2 separate regions of the Mus musculus genome follow, and region 1 is linked to region 2. A link is a contact called in public Hi-C data. All regions are on one chromosome and are shown on one strand. The core of a region is the stretch at or near the end of the contact, and the rest is flanking DNA. Distances in the headings are between cores, read along the strand shown.

Region 1 (7,526 bases), core at 273-2,772, 140 kb after region 2:
GGTAGAGTCAGGTCCGCAATAGCAGTGACATGGCCTAGCAGAGACAGCCAGGCCTCAGCCTAGGCTTGAGTCAGCAGGAGGGACCAGAAGGAACACCAGGAGAAGTGCTTGGCTGTGCCTCTCTCAGGGAAGCTAAGATCAGCGAAGCCATGAGACCTGTAAGCACTGCACAGCTAGTTGTACCAACAAGCCAAGCTCCGTCTCCATCACTCCATCAAGTTCTATGTATACCCTCCAGACATCACGTGTCCTCCATGTGCTTTGCCTCAACACAGATCTTGCCTCAGCGTGTGCTTCCAATCAGCCCCAGTCCATGGAGCCCCAACAAATGGAGTTCAACTACACAGTCTATGGAAGACCAAGACATGGGTGTTGTCAGGAAAGAATCCTTCATCACACGTCCTTTCACATGCTTGCATAAGCAGAACATCTTCTCTCCTTGTGTCTGCTTCAGTGAAACATTCCTTCATGAGTCTGCCTTAGCCTTTCAGCCGTATCCACCTCAGGAAAACACTCCTTCACATCACGTTTGCCCCAGGAAAATACCATCCAGTACAACTGACTCTCCAAAAAAAACCCTTAAGTTTCCACTTCAGAGAGCATCGTGGGAAGTATAGAGATCACCAAAAAAAAAAAAAAAAAAAAAAAAAAAAAAAAAAGGCTGCCTTACCATAATCCAATCCCATGATGCTCTGGGGTCTATGAGAGTTTGCTGTTAAACACAGCCACGTGACTTTATTTCTATTCAGGAATCAGAAGAGTCCTGAGGAAGAGACCCACTGAGCCCACCGAATACCCTCTCTCAAAGGCAGAATGAGTACGAGAAGGGCTGACTGGCTGCTCTCTCTCCTTCAGCCCTTGCCACTCAGGAACTCACATTCCATCTTCTCCTTGGAAGAAACTGAGCAGAACCACACACACACACACACACACACACACACAAGTCTGGATGGAACTCACAGGGCTTCGAAACTGAGGAATCTAAACAGAAGAACTATTCTAGACTTTGCATAGTGTTTGAAAGTTCTTTAGGTGGTGGTTATAAATAGCTACTGACCTGCTAAACTGACATCAATGCTTCGGTGCTTTGAAAGAGTGAAGAAGGGAGAGGCTATTTTAAGCGGCAGAAACTTTCATGACCACCTATCTCTTCTGTGCCTGTGATGATGCAACTTTGATCGTCTGCCTCTGTCAGCCTGGTTTGAGCCATCAGAAGCCCACTACTAAACACCCTGTTCCTATTACTTCTTCATTTGATATTTTAATTGAACGAGCACCGTCATTTCCCGGCCAACAGTCCCCATCTGCCGCTTCTCCATTTTTTTTCTTTTCCATGGGAGCGCCTGAGGCAACACCCCTTCCTGGAACCAGATCTGCTCTCCCTGGCTTCCTCTGAAAATCTACTCTGTTTCCTGAAGCTAAAGCCATCCGCCTGCTGGAAGCAAATCTGTCCTAGCGGTGTCCCTCTGGAGGCCACCATCTGGGTTCTGAGCTACCCTGATGGAGGGGGAGTTGGCAGTGCAGCGAGTCTGCCTCTGTGGGCTCCAAGCCAGCCTTTGCACACCGTGGCCTTTGGAAGGGGCCCCTTCGAGTTGAACAACTGCCAGTGCAGCATCCAGTCAAATAATGGCTTGGTTAAACAAATGGGCCCCATCTTGCAGATGGTAGAAGAAACCAGGACACCGTGAGGCAAACAGGGAGAGAACTAGAAAGATGGCTCAGAGGTTAGGAACACTTCCTGCTCTTGGGAAGGGACCATGGTTCAGCTCTCAACACCTACATCGTGTTCATACATGCAAGTAGGCAAAACAGTTATACACACCAAATTCAAGTAAATAGATTTTTTTAAAAAACAACTCAACTCTGTTTTTTGTTTTGTTTTGTTTTGTTTTGTTTTGAAGACAGGGTTTCTCTGTATAGCCTTGGCTGTCCTGGAACTCACTCTGTAGACCAGGCTGGCCTCGAACTCAGAAATCTGCCTGCCTCTGCCTCCCAAGTGTTGGGATTAAAGGCGTGCACCACCACTGCCGGGCAACAACTCAACTCTTGTAGGTTCCAAAAACAGAAGGATAGTTATGGCCTGAGTCATAGCCTTTCCCCAGATGTATAGGTTATGAATTCAGAATAGATACAGAGCAAACACGTTCGTACTCTGTGCCAGAGTCGACAGAGACAGAGATGGTACATCCCAGACCAGCCTCATCTTAAACTATTCTCTCTGTGTAACTTATTTCCATCCTGCTGCACAAAATGTCTGCCCAAGGTAATTTAAGGAAGGAAGGGCTTATTCGGACTCACTGTTCAGAGCCCGCCATGGTGGGGAGAGCATGATAGCAATGGCTTCCAGACAGCTGGTTACATGTATTTATGTACATGTGAGTGTGTATGTGTGCATGAATATATGTGTGGTATGTGTGTGAAAGAGAGTGTATGCATTGTGTGTAGTGTGTATGTATGGTGTGTGTGTGTGTGTGTGTGTGTGTGTGTGTGTGTATGTGTGTGTGAGAGAGAGAGAGAGAGAGAGAGAATATGTGTGGTGTATGTTTGTGTGTGGTGTGTATATGAGAGAATGTATGTGTTATATGTGTAGAGTGTATGTGTGCATGGGAGTATTTGTGTGGTATGTGTGTATTTGCATGTATGTGGGTATAAATGTGGTATGGTGTGTGTGTCTGTGTGTGTGGTGGGTATTTGCATACAAAGCTATACACATTCCACGGTGCATTTGTGAAGACCAGAGGACAACTCTTTATGTGTCAGTTCTTTCCTCCTATCTTACTTTGAGGCAGAGTCTCTCTTGACTCTGTCCCTATGGTACGTTCATGAGCTTCTAGCCAGTCCTTCTATCTCTTCTCCCATCTTGGCTGGGGTGACATATGCAAGCCACCAAGCTGAGTTCTAAGAATGGAAGTCTGGTCTTCAGTGTTTTTTGCTTGCTAAGCCATCTTTCCCAGCCCTCATGGTGCTAAATTAAAAGTTCCTAGACACACCAAGATGAGCAAAAAGAAGCGAGTCCAAAGTAGTTCATGGTGTTTTCTTTTACCCAAAATACCGCCATTTTGTTCTATCCTGTGAACGGGAGGCCTAGGAGAGCAGCGGATGCCTGACTGGCACCATTTATTACAGCAGGCATTGACAGATGTGTTCTTCTGCACAAAGCCAACTGGTAGACACCAGCTCTGCTCCAGGAATCATGCTCATCAGAGACACTCCAACATAACAGACAGGACCCCCCTCCATCCCTGGGCAAGGAATAAGACATATTTAAAACTCAGAACTTAATGTCACTCCTCTTTCAGGAGGAATGATGTTGGAAAAAACCCAAATATTAGTCAACTGATGGGTATACAGGTCAGATGGAATATTAGTCAGCTCTCAAAAAGAATAAAGTACTTATTTGTGATCAGTATGAATAGACTATGCTAAAAGAAATAATCCAGCAATGAAAGGCTATACATTTCCTCCGTTCTGTTCTCATAAAATGTCAAGAAGTGTCAAGCCCTGATACAGAAAGCAAATTTATGGAGTGTGAAGTAGGTGTAGTTGAGAATAAGTATGTGGTCTCTTTGGTTGACAAAATGTCCTAGACATAGATTTTCATGTTGGTCACACAACTCTGTGACTACGGAGTTGAAAAATTGAAGGACTGTGGTCTCCGAGAGACGATAGACCCTGTCCTCTCCAAGCTGCTTCTGATCAGGGTGTTTATCTCAGCAACAGAACGCTAGCTAAGACAGTCACCATGCCCACAGAAGCCATCTCTTGCCCTCAGAAGGTCCTGGGGGATGCACACAAGGGGTATCACCCACACTTGAGAAGACAGGAGGAAGAGGAAGTCTAGACAGACCTTAGAAATGGACTCAGAGCTGTCTGTGCCATCTAGCAAGGGCAAGCGGTTGAGTAGCTAGCTAACGGGCCACACTGCTCATTGCAAGTCAGAATTAGAAGACCTTCTGGGTTTTCATTCACACTGGGTCCAAAAGAAACCCCCTTTCTAATCCACTCTGCCTGTTGGAGACAAAGCGTCTTCCCTACAGACACAATGCATTCGCACAGAGCATTGGCAGGTGTTCTTTACTGAGCACCTCATCTGCAGCCAGTTTTGGACAGGATTCTGGGGAGTAGGGGGACCAAGGCTCTCGGAAAGGCAGCAGCATCTATAGGACAACACATTCGGCAGATGTCCACAGGGCTGCAGAATGGGCAAAGTGATGGAGCAGCTGCCACAAGCCTGGAATGAAACACATCATCCAACCCGAGAAGATGAGGAACAGGGGACCCCTAGGAAAGGAGAGCCCATGCAAGGAAGGGTAAAGCTGCTATGCCTGTCACCCAAGCACACAGGAGGCTAAGGCAGGAGGATCATGCGTGATGAGATGAGTCCAAACTATATAGTGAAACCCTACCTGGGGGTGGCAGGGAAGGTTCAAATACCCAACTACCTATTGGGCTATTTCCTAGGAGACAGGGAGAGCCAGCCTCAGCATCCGCATCTAGCACGAGAGATAATCATCTTGTGGTACTCAGCATAGTGGCTGGGTCACATAAAGCGCTCAATAAAGTCTCGGCAATAATTGCTACGGAAAGGTTTTAGAAGACTCATTATATGATAATACTACCAGCCATTCATACGACACCTGTTGTTCGAGAGACACTTACCTGTCGCCGTCAGGGCACTGGTAATGTTGTGCACACTGCACTCTTCTGAATATTTATCACAGCTTGAAAATGCACCCAAAGGGCAGTCCCCGCCTGCTGTCTCCCACCAGAATGAGAGCCCCGCAGAGGAGGAGCCTATAGCTAATAGTGACACGGGAGCTAAAGTTCAGTAGGGTCTGAGGAGGCAGCTCGGCTGAGAGAGTGCTTATCTGGCAAATGTGTGGACCTTAGTTGGATCCCAGAACCCATGAGGAAAAGAAACATGTGGGTGGAGACATGCTCCTATAATCCAGAACTGGGGACGTAGAGACAGCAGAGTCCCCATGCTCACTGGCCAGCTAGGCACACGTGCATGCATGCATGCATGTACACACACTATAAATCGTGATCTGGCCGAATGATGATCCCATGTATAGCAATCCACAGAAATAGGTTTTACAGCCCTAGATACTCCAAATGAAGGCTCTGAAGTATACAGAAAGGCCACCCAGCCTGTAGTGTAGCCCCCAAATGTTTTAGAAAGAAGGCCAGATTCAAAGGCCATATATGCTTGAAGGAAAATGGGCTCGAGAGGAGTTGTCAGGCTAGAAAGGTTTTCAGGAGGTTGGTGAAGGAAGTGGGTGGGTGAACAGGTGGGTGGGTGGATGAATGAACGTATGAACTGATGGATGGATGGAGAATAGATGGATGGATGGATGGATGGATGGATGGATGGATGGAGAACAGATGGATAGATGGAAGATGGATGGATAGAGAATGGATGGTTGGATAGATGATGGATGTTGGAGGGATTGATGGATGGATGGGTAGGTGAATTGTGGATGGAGGAGTGGGTGGATGGGTTGTAGATAAATGGATGGTGGATGAATGGAGGGAGAGGTGGATGGTGGATATACAGATGGTGGAGGGAGGGATGAATTATGTGAGTGGATAGGTCAGGGGCTAGATGTATGGTTGAGTGGATACACGGTAGATGGGTGAGTGGTAGATGGAGGGATGGAAGGGTGAATAAACAGATGGATAAACATTAAGGTAGGTGGGTAAATGAGTGGATTGTAGGTGGATGGATACATAGGTGGGGTGAGATAAATGGAAAGATGGATGGCCATACGTAGGATAGATATATAGGTAGGTGGGCAGTTGGATTGTGGGTGGGTAGATAGGTAGATACATAGGTAGATGGGTGAGTGGGTCACAGATGGGTGATGAGAAGACCCTCAGAGGCACCCAGTCCCCTCGTATGGAGTATTTTATACATACAGTGACTGTTTTATTAACCGTAACCAAAATAGATATAAAACTGCTGTCCTGATGATTAAAGCAGATTCGGTACCATCATGAGATTCCGGGAATATAAAAACCCTCTCCACGAGGCCTTCATACCAATTTTTTTCTAAGACTCGCATGCTAAATCCTTCTTCCCTTTTTCCCTCCGAGTCAAATAAAGCATAGATCAGCCTTTAGCCTGTCATGCCTTCGGCAGATTTTCAAATCCTGAGTGCTGAGGCTTTAAATTATTCTGTACCTAACTTGGTTAAGCGGCACCTGAGTCTAGCTAGGATAATCTGATTGTCAGAAAAACAGAGAGGGCCTGACCTGCAAATGGTCCTGCGGATGCTGCAGCTGTCCAGGAGACTGATGAAGGCAGCTGAGAACGGCTCTGAGAGATGGCTGCTGTCCAGTCGAGTTCAAGCTCACACCCAGTCATGAAACCCCCAGATGGTGCTTCTTCCTTACCAAAGACACTCCAAAGGCAAACCTGGAGCTTTGCTCTCCTGTTCTTGGGCCTCCTCCTCCCTAGCTTCCCCTCCCCCTCTCGAAAACACAAATACTCACACCCCCTGCTGTGTTCGTGGCTATAGTTGATGAAATATATAAAAATAGTTTAAGAGAAAGCCCCACCACAGTGTCTTCCTATTTCCTTTGAAATTCTCCCATTACCAATGCCTTCTTTTGCACTGAGCACTGCCCTCTTGTGGCCTGATCATGTCATTTAAAAATCATAGTCAAAGAATTCGCCACCAGGACTTACATGGCTATTTCTTAGAGACAATAAAGAAACCAGAGAAGTGTCTTTTGCAACATGCTCATGTCTGTGAAGTGGATGCTGTGTAATTCTGACACTTAACACCCAAGAGAAAATGCTGCAGCCTGGTATACCTGCTCAAATTAGATCATTTAGCCATGGCATCTTTGGGGACCAACTCCTAGATTAAGTTACTGCAAAAGTTGCTTCTCTTATTGCCAAATATCCAACAAGAAGCAACTTAAGGGAAAGAATTTATTTTGGCTTACTGTTATTTACTGGGGCGGGTGGAGGGGGGAACATGGCGGCAGGAGGTAGCTGGAGACTTTGTATCTACAGGAAACACAGCAGACATACTACAGCAAACCTCACATCTTCTACCAGGGCTCTACTACCTTCCAAAACAGCGCCACTGTAGACCAAACAAACAAACGCACAAGCCTTAAAAGAACATTTCTCACTCAACCACCATGGCCCCCTTCTCAAATAACCATTGGGCCAGGCATGCTATCTGTGGGTTTCTTCTTCAATTAGCTAATCTCAAACCAGAGTTTTCAAAGGAACAATGGGCAGGTGGGTGCAATGGGAGCTCTTTGATTTCCAAATTTTACTCCTTTTTAAAGGTGAACAATATTCCACTGTACAGAGAGACCACATCCATCACCTTTTGATGGACACATCGGTTGTTCCCACCTGTTGACTATTGTAAGGAACGATGCTATGAACATTGGTGTGCAAGAATTTGAGTCTGTGTCTTTCTATCTTTCCCTGTTGCTGTGGTCAAATACTCTGACAAAAGGAACAAAGGAGAGAAGAAGGTCTCTTCTGGCTCACAGCTGCA
Region 2 (7,674 bases), core at 3,004-5,503:
GGGAGGATGGGAGAGGGTGGGGGAAGGCAGGGGAGTGTGGGGAAGGGTGGGATCCACCCTAAGTGACCTTCTTCCTCCAACTAGGCCTGTCTCCTAAAGTTTTCTCCCAAGATTCCACTGAGCTATGAATCTGTCAAGAGATTCACTCAATGGTGAAGTCAGACCCCTTATGGTACGGCTACCTCCCGGGTCTAACTAAACATTACTGTTCTGGGGGTCCCAGCCTTCAATGTGTAACTCTTTGGGGGAGGGTGTTTCAAACCCAAACCATAAAGAAGCTGAGCTTCATCTACTCGCACAATGGCTTTCCTGTGATCTAGAATCATTCCTACCACACATGTCTAAAAGCTTAGTAAGTTCTGACTAAGGGCTCACAGTAGGACAGTTAAGTTATACATCGACCTGATTTGGCTGAGTGATGCCCAGATACCTGGCAAAGCACCGTTTCTTAGCCTGGCTATGGGGCCGTTTCCAAAAGATATTAAAATTTCCCTGTTTTTAAATTTAGTTTTCACTGATAACATTAAATAAATGTATGTACTACATGTGACATTACACACAGACGTTCACTTAGCATCCACCTATGAGAGCAGACATGTCATTTTTTTCCCTTTCTGAGACTGGGGCGTCTCCCTTTCTCGTTTCTCTGCAAATCTCACAATTACCAAGGAAACCAGGGCTCTAGGAATACAATCACTTTTCCAGAGAGAGAAGAGCTTCTAAGTTCAGAAAGCAGAACTTGGACTCAAGTGTGCCTGAGCTTCCGAGGAAGCTACCCAGCCTTACCTTGAAGGTTCGAGCAGTATGCATAGGATAGATAGTCCAATTACCCAGGCTCCTATCAAAGATGCTCTGCTGCCTCAGTGGTAGGGCACATGAAGCCTCAGGCATCCCCACTGTTGGGATCTCGAGTGCATTGTTGATACAGGCATCACTATCACAAAGTAGCTGCAGAGAGTCCAGGGTGAATTACAGATGTCAAAACTGACACTTGGGTCCTTACACGGAATGGTGTCACATTTACCTGCAGTCTGCCCGGCATCCTCCCACAGACTCTCAGCCATTTTAGCTCACAATCTACACCTACCACAGAAGACAGACGCCACATGCCAAAGGAGGTCAAGATGGAGTTTGGTAGGAAAGGGCTCAGTGTCCACTCTGGGAACTGGGAAGGAGATCTTAAGAGGAGGTAGGGTGTGAGGATAAAACCCAGTTCATAGTGCAGTTGCCTGGCATAGACAAAGCTCTAGGTCTGATTCCCAAGATCCCATAAGCCAGACATGGTGGCACATACCTGCAGTTCCAGCATTCTGGAGGTGGAGACAGGAGGATCAGAAGATTAAGGTTACCCTCGAGGACATAGGGAGATTGAAGCCAACCTTGGGTCCATGAGACTCAAGTCTTAGAAAACTATTTTTAAGTTACATTATAATATAAATATAATGGAAATTATTGCTGTTCCATTAGGGAATAATAAGAAAAAATATCTATGCAGTCAATACAGTGGATTTTCCTCCGAATATCTTTCTTCAATATGGTCTCAGCTGTGTCCACCAACATAGAACTTTCATACACAGAAGCCTGTGTGCAGTGTCCCCGAGCATAAACTGCTGGAGAGAGATGTACTGTTGTGGTTTCACACCTAGCTTTTTATTTACCTGGGTAAGTTCCTTCCCGGAGAACTTAACACGGACCTGCCATCCCACACGGCTGCTGCTGCTTCGCGTTCACACCTCCACCCGCGTTCTCATTTCTTTAGTGTATCTTTCAATTTGAGAGATGAGAAATGGCGTCTCCCGGGTGGTTGGATTTGCAATTTTTACCACAAGCGAGGTTAAATCAATCATCTGTGGAGTGACTGCTCTTGAGTTGAGCAGAGAGAAGGTAATTCGGGAGCGAGGGGGACATGTGATGCTATTTATCAACATGAGGACCACGCAGCAGCAGAGGGCAGAAGCCCCCCCACCCCCGCCCTTTCAGGAGCAGCTTGAGCTACAGCAGAGCGCACACCAAGGTAGAGTTCAGCTGGAAAGACCTCAGTGCCTGTCCTCAAGCTGGAAGAGAGGTGTCAGGAGCAGGCAGGTGGGAACCCTGAGCAGTGAGAATCTCCCCTGTGCATCTCTCCCCTCACATGCTCTGCCTTACCTGCCTTCCCAGCTCCCAAAGCTCCGCCCCCTCTTGCCCCCTGACCTTTGTACTTTCCGTTTCCTCAGTCCTACCCCTACTCCTGCGGAGCCTCTTAACTTTTCAGGTCGCTTCTCTTCCCTCCGGAAGAGCCTCTCAGACACATTCGTGTTACCCTGTGACATCTGCTTTCCGAGGTAATTAATGAACTGTGTGTAATTATCCATATTCCCAGTCTATAGGCTCTGGATAGACCGCTGCCTCTGAGAGAGCCCAGTCTTACCCTTGGGCTCCCCCTGCCTTGGGTGCTGTCTGGGTGGTCGACTCGGTGTGTCTTGCTCGATAACCTGCATCAAGCTGGCGATGCCAGGTCTGCACATTGCATTTCTCTGCTGAGTTTCTTCATTGGTTCTGTCAATAGCTGGAAGAGAGCAACACCCCCGACCTCAAAGGACAGAACGCAAATGGAAAGGGGCAGGCTAGGGAGAAGAGCTTCCTGTGAGGCACCTCCCAACAGTGTCTTACAGCCAGCTTTCTCCACCTCTCCCAAGAAGAGGTTCAAGCCTCCAACTGCCGTTTACACTCCTTATCACCCATCTCCAAGGGCATCTCAGATGGATGTGATGCCTTCTTAGATCTGAGCCCTAATGCCACAGCCCCCTCTCCATAGCTTCTCTCTGCTGTTCTTTCCATATGTCCCCAAGGCAATGGGGGTTGGTTGGTCATTACCGGCATCCTTCTGTCACTAGGCCTCCAACAGCGCATGCTCAGTCATGCTGTTTCCTCTATCCACCCATAACCTACATCTTCCTAGATCCCTTCATCAAATCCTCTCTATTCAAATGCCTACTTTGGTTTCTGCCCTTCCTCGCTGAACCCCCGTTGGCTCAGCGACACTCGATGAAATTCCATTCAAGCCCTAGAATGTCCCATGGTCAAGAGCTTGTGCAAACAGCTGTTCCAGAACTGACAGTTGAGAATCTCCTGTGGGCCTGACATCATGGCGGGTCCTCGGGGTCCAGACAGGAAACAAACAGAATGAGCCAGGAGCATTCAGGTCTTCTCTCAGAGAACAGGAACTCCTTCTCCCTCCCCGATGCCCTTCCTAAAGCAAAAGCAAAGGTTCCTCCTGCCCTCTGCCCTCTGCCCTCTGCCCTCTGCCCTCTGCCCTCTGCCCTCTGCCCTCTGCCCTCTATGGTGATTTTCAGTGCGTTTGTTTGGGTCTCCGGAGCATGCAATCATCTCTTGCACACAACTGAGTTGACTAGAAGATTGCCTTTTGCTCCTCCCCTAGATGGCGCTATAGAGCATTGTGAACTGTGAAAAGCCAACCTCTGACCGGAAGGCTGTAACTACTCACAGCCGCCCTCAAGAGAGAACCTATTGGGCCCTCATTCTTTAAGTCTGGGAGGTGACACAGTATATACAGCATTTGAAGGTTGACTAAAGAGGAGACTCCATCTAGACAGCAACGGGGAAGTCATCATTCATTCTGGGGTGAAACTTTTTAGAGACATAGCCTCTTGGGGGCCATCTATGCCTTCACCCATGATTTTAGAAGCCAGGTGAGCTCATTCATTTGCCAAGCTGGACCCTGGCAATTGTTTTTAGATCTGCTCTCCATGATCTACCCAGAGAGAAAGTGGGAATTTGTTTATGTTTACCCAGAAAAAGGTTCACAGAAGGCAGCACCCACTCTCTAGTCTCTCCATCAGTCAAATGGTGTCTCTACAAATTGGCAGGCCTCCCTTGGGTGGTACCACCCCTCCCCCTGACTACTACAGGATCACCCATGAAGAAGGTACCCCAAGATGGGGGGTGGGGGGGGAAGCGGGTAAAGAACTCCCTAATTAGTTTTGGCATTATCAGCCTCCAGCAGAGAAACCTTTAATAGATGTAAAGGATGGCGTACTTCTGCGTGGGACCTTCAAATTATCCCAGACAGCCAGCAGAATTTGAGCCAATACGGGGTGTGACGAGGCAGGCTGGCAGGGGTGGGTGCAGAGAGAAGGCAGCCAGAAACCTAATTAGCCAGGGCTGCTCACACCAAGCGGCTCTGTTCCCGGCTGCCTCCTGACGCATGACATGTTGAAAAAGAAATCATTAGGGGGGCTCCTTGCACACAGCTCCTTGTTAGAAACGCATCCTCGACAGCCCTAATTGGAAGCGGAGAAGTGAGGAGGAGGCAGAGCACGGGAGGAAAGAAGGAGGAGGGTGGGCAGCAGTGGATTGTGGGTAATGCATACACAAAGCAGGCTATGTCCTCTCTCTTTCCATTGAGGGGTGTGTGTGTGTGTGTGTGTGTGTGTGTGTGTGTGCACATGGAGGCCTGAGGTTGATGTTGGGAATCTCCTTCAACTGTTTCTCCACCTTTGTGAAGCAAGGACTCTCAATCAAACCCAGAGCTCACAGATGTGGCTAGTCTGCCTAGCCAGTTTGTTTGGGAGAACCTTTATCTCCAACCTGAGGTGCCACTTGGTATTTTTGTAGGTACCAAGGATCAATTCCAGTTCTCAAGCTTGAACAGCAAGTGCTTTAACCACTGAGCCACCTTGCCAGCCTCCCAAAATGGGATGTTTTTGAAAGTTTTTTGTTTTGTTTTAATATATGAGTCTCTCTCTCTCTCTCTCTCTCTCTCTCTCTCTCTCTCTTTCGTGTGTGTGTGTGTGTGTGTGTGTGTGTGTGTGTGTGTGTGTGTGTGTGTATAGAGTCAGGTGTGCAGGTGCCCTGGGCTGCCACAAGAGGGTGCTAGATCTCTGGTGACTAGAGTTGTAGGTGGTTGTGAATGGCCATGTGGGTCGTTGGGAACCAAACTCAGGTACTCTGTCAGAACAGATAGTGTTCTTAACCACTGAGTCATCTCTCCAAGCCTCAAATAAGGCATAAGCTAAGGCTGACTCTATAGCTCCCACTTTTGTCCACTCCACCTATGGTAACCTGTAAAGGACCAGTTTCCAAGGCAGCCTGATGTAGGAAAACTGGCTATGAAACACAGGCAACATTTTCATAGTATGATTAAGATTTATAAACTGGTTCAAAAATACCGAAGCCTGAGCATGTTTTCTCCCCGCCCCCTTCCTTTATTCCTGTAGGAAGAAAAAAATCAATTACAATACATTCAAGTCATCTTTCTCAGAGCATTCTGTGCCTGTATATCCCAATATCTCATATTCAGCAGTAGAAGAGACATGGAGAGTTCAGGTTACAATCAACCTGTTCCATTTTCCCAGTCTAGTCATGCAGGGTGTTCTTTCACAGGGAATATTCACACCCCACCCTCTACCAATACAGGGAAAGCTGTTTTGAATTTTGATGCCCAAGTCAGCTGACTTCAAAGATAGAAAGACCTGATTCCTGCTCCCTCCCTGAGCATGTGGGCACTCTGAGACCAGCAACAAGACATTGACAAACCCTGAGCTCTGGTTCCCGCTTTGAGGATACAGACAACAGCCATCAGCATGTCAGCCTCTGGACTCAGGCTGCTACTGGGAAACAGAGACCCTCACGTCTACATTATTAGTGAGCCAGGACTGTCATAGAATCTGGGGGGGGGGTGCTAAAGGAGGTTGCCTAGTTAGTTTTATGTCAACTTGGTATAAACTGGGGTTATCTAGGAAGAAAGATCTTCAATTGAGAATCTACCTTCATTCAGTTGGCCCAAAGGCAAGACTGAGGTACGTTTTCTGGATGGATGATTGATGTGGGAAGGCCCTGCCAACTGCATATGTGTGCTGTCACCTCTGGGCAACTGGTCCTGAGTTGTATAAGAAAGCAGGCTGAGAAAGCCACTGGGGAGCAAGCCAGTAAGCAGCACCCCTCCATGGCCTCTGCATCAGCACCTGCCTCCAGGTTCCTGCATTGACCTCTTGTCCTGACTTCCTTCAATGGTATCCTTTCCTCCTCAAGTTGCTTTTGGCTGTGGTCTTTATCCCAGCCATAGAAAGCAAGCGAAGATAGGATGGTAGGGTCTTTCAGTAAGAGCCTAAAGCCACTACCCTTGATGTTTCACATCGAAGATGGGTACCAGACTTTTTTATTTGCCTCCCAAAGGTTTCCCCACTAGAGAACCCTCAAGAGCTAGGTGAGTGGGTGGTGAGCTCTCTAGATTGTATGCCTGGCCAACAGCTGCTCAGTCATGCTTGCAACAGAATTCCAGTTTAGTCTCTTAAGAGCTGAACATTTGTCCATGTGAATGTTTGGGTGTGCGCACGTACCTGGAAGCCAGCCTCAGACAGCAGTTCTCAGATATCCACCTTGGGGTTTTTGTGGGCGGGGGCACCTTGCTTTCAGGTATAGCATTTCCCATTGGTGTGGAGCTCACTCAGGAGGCTAGGCTGGCTTTCCAGCAAGCTCTGGGGATCTGCTCATTTCTGTGTCCCTATTGCTGAGATTATCAGGGTGAGCCACCACTCCCAGTTCTTTTGCTTGGGTATCTGCAGATCAAACTCAGCCCCATCTCCTTGGGTTTTACCAAATGAGCTGCCTCCACACTTCAACAACTCAATATTTGAAGGCAAATTGTACCCAACTCATCTCCAAGGGAAGAAAACCAACCATAAATAACACCTTTGCCCTTGTCAGCGACTGAAGTAAGATCGCCTGACATGGCTCTAACCATGATGGAAAATCTGATGGAAGCTCCTGGAAACGGATATCTTCATCTTCCAGAGTTGACACTGTCAAGACTGGTGTCTTGGTGCCTGGGGCTTCTTCAGCTGTCTCAGAAACAGAATGAAAAAGAGTAAGACCCAAAAGCCAGCCCCTGAGATGCTGGAAGACCCTGTAGTTTATTATAGAGCTGCCTTATCTAAAGACATCTTGATATAGAGGAAAATTATGCCCTGATCCACACTGGCTTTGTGAGAATTGTTCCTGTTTTTATCTGTGCCAGCACACTGTCCCATGTTGGATCTGGGATGAACAAAATCTTCTTGGTTTGGATGACAAATGGTGTAGTCTCCTTGCCTGGCAATAAACGGCCTTATTTTTAAAGCCATTTTGAGTTAAACTCACTCTCTGCATCCAAAATAGTCTAATTAAGCCAAGTTTAGAGAGGCGGGGAGGATATATCGGTATACATCTACACAAGTGTACAGGAGGGGCTGAAGTTCAGAGTGAAGGCTTTGTGGAATTTCCTATTCGTTACACCTTCTCCTCTTAGCTCTTTCAAAAACACTGTGACTATGAAAACCCGAAGCACACAAGGGAGGTGAGAGAGAAATGAAGCACATGAGAAAGAAATGAATACTGTGATGGTTTGTATATGCTCAGCCCAGGCAGTGGCACTATTAGAGGGTGTGGCCTTGTTGGAGTGGGTGTGGCCTTGTTAAAGTGGGTGTGGCTTGTTGGAGTAGATGAAGTCTTGTTGAAGTAGGTGTGGTCTTATTGGAGTGGGTGTGGTCTTGTTGGAGTGGGTGTGGTCTTGTTGGAGTAGGTGTGTCAATATGGGCATGGGCTTTAAGACCCTCAACTTAGCTGCCTGTAAGTCAGTCTTCACCTAGCAGCCATCAGATGAAGATCTCTCAGCTCCTTCTGCACCATGCCTGCTTG

The links. Hi-C and Micro-C count contacts between places; a contact is called where the count stands out from the background.
Region 1: a contact with region 2 is called in a Hi-C map of cerebral cortex, with 2.2 times the contacts expected there. The contact joins two enhancer-like sites. A contact is called at or near these places in 19 of 484 Hi-C or Micro-C datasets (the AtT-20 cell line, brain, cardiomyocytes and 11 more) and 2 of 115 datasets of contacts at active chromatin or transcription factors (astrocytes and embryonic forebrain).

The regions. Positions count from the first base shown.
Region 1 is chr5:117,030,874-117,038,399 of GRCm38.p6, forward strand. No RefSeq gene overlaps it. Among named protein-coding and RNA genes, the nearest start is that of Gm30028, 17 kb to the left of the region's middle. Within about 2 kb of position 1,523, at least 13 of the 459 cell types and tissues checked have an H3K27ac peak or open chromatin away from gene starts, as enhancers often do. A contact at or near this core is called in cerebral cortex, cortical neurons and ventral hippocampal neurons, where this site is marked.
Region 2 is chr5:116,891,343-116,899,016 of GRCm38.p6, forward strand. No RefSeq gene overlaps it. Among named protein-coding and RNA genes, the nearest start is that of Gm42010, 15 kb to the left of the region's middle. Within about 2 kb of position 4,254, at least 37 of the 459 cell types and tissues checked have an H3K27ac peak or open chromatin away from gene starts, as enhancers often do. A contact at or near this core is called in cerebral cortex, cortical neurons and ventral hippocampal neurons, where this site is marked.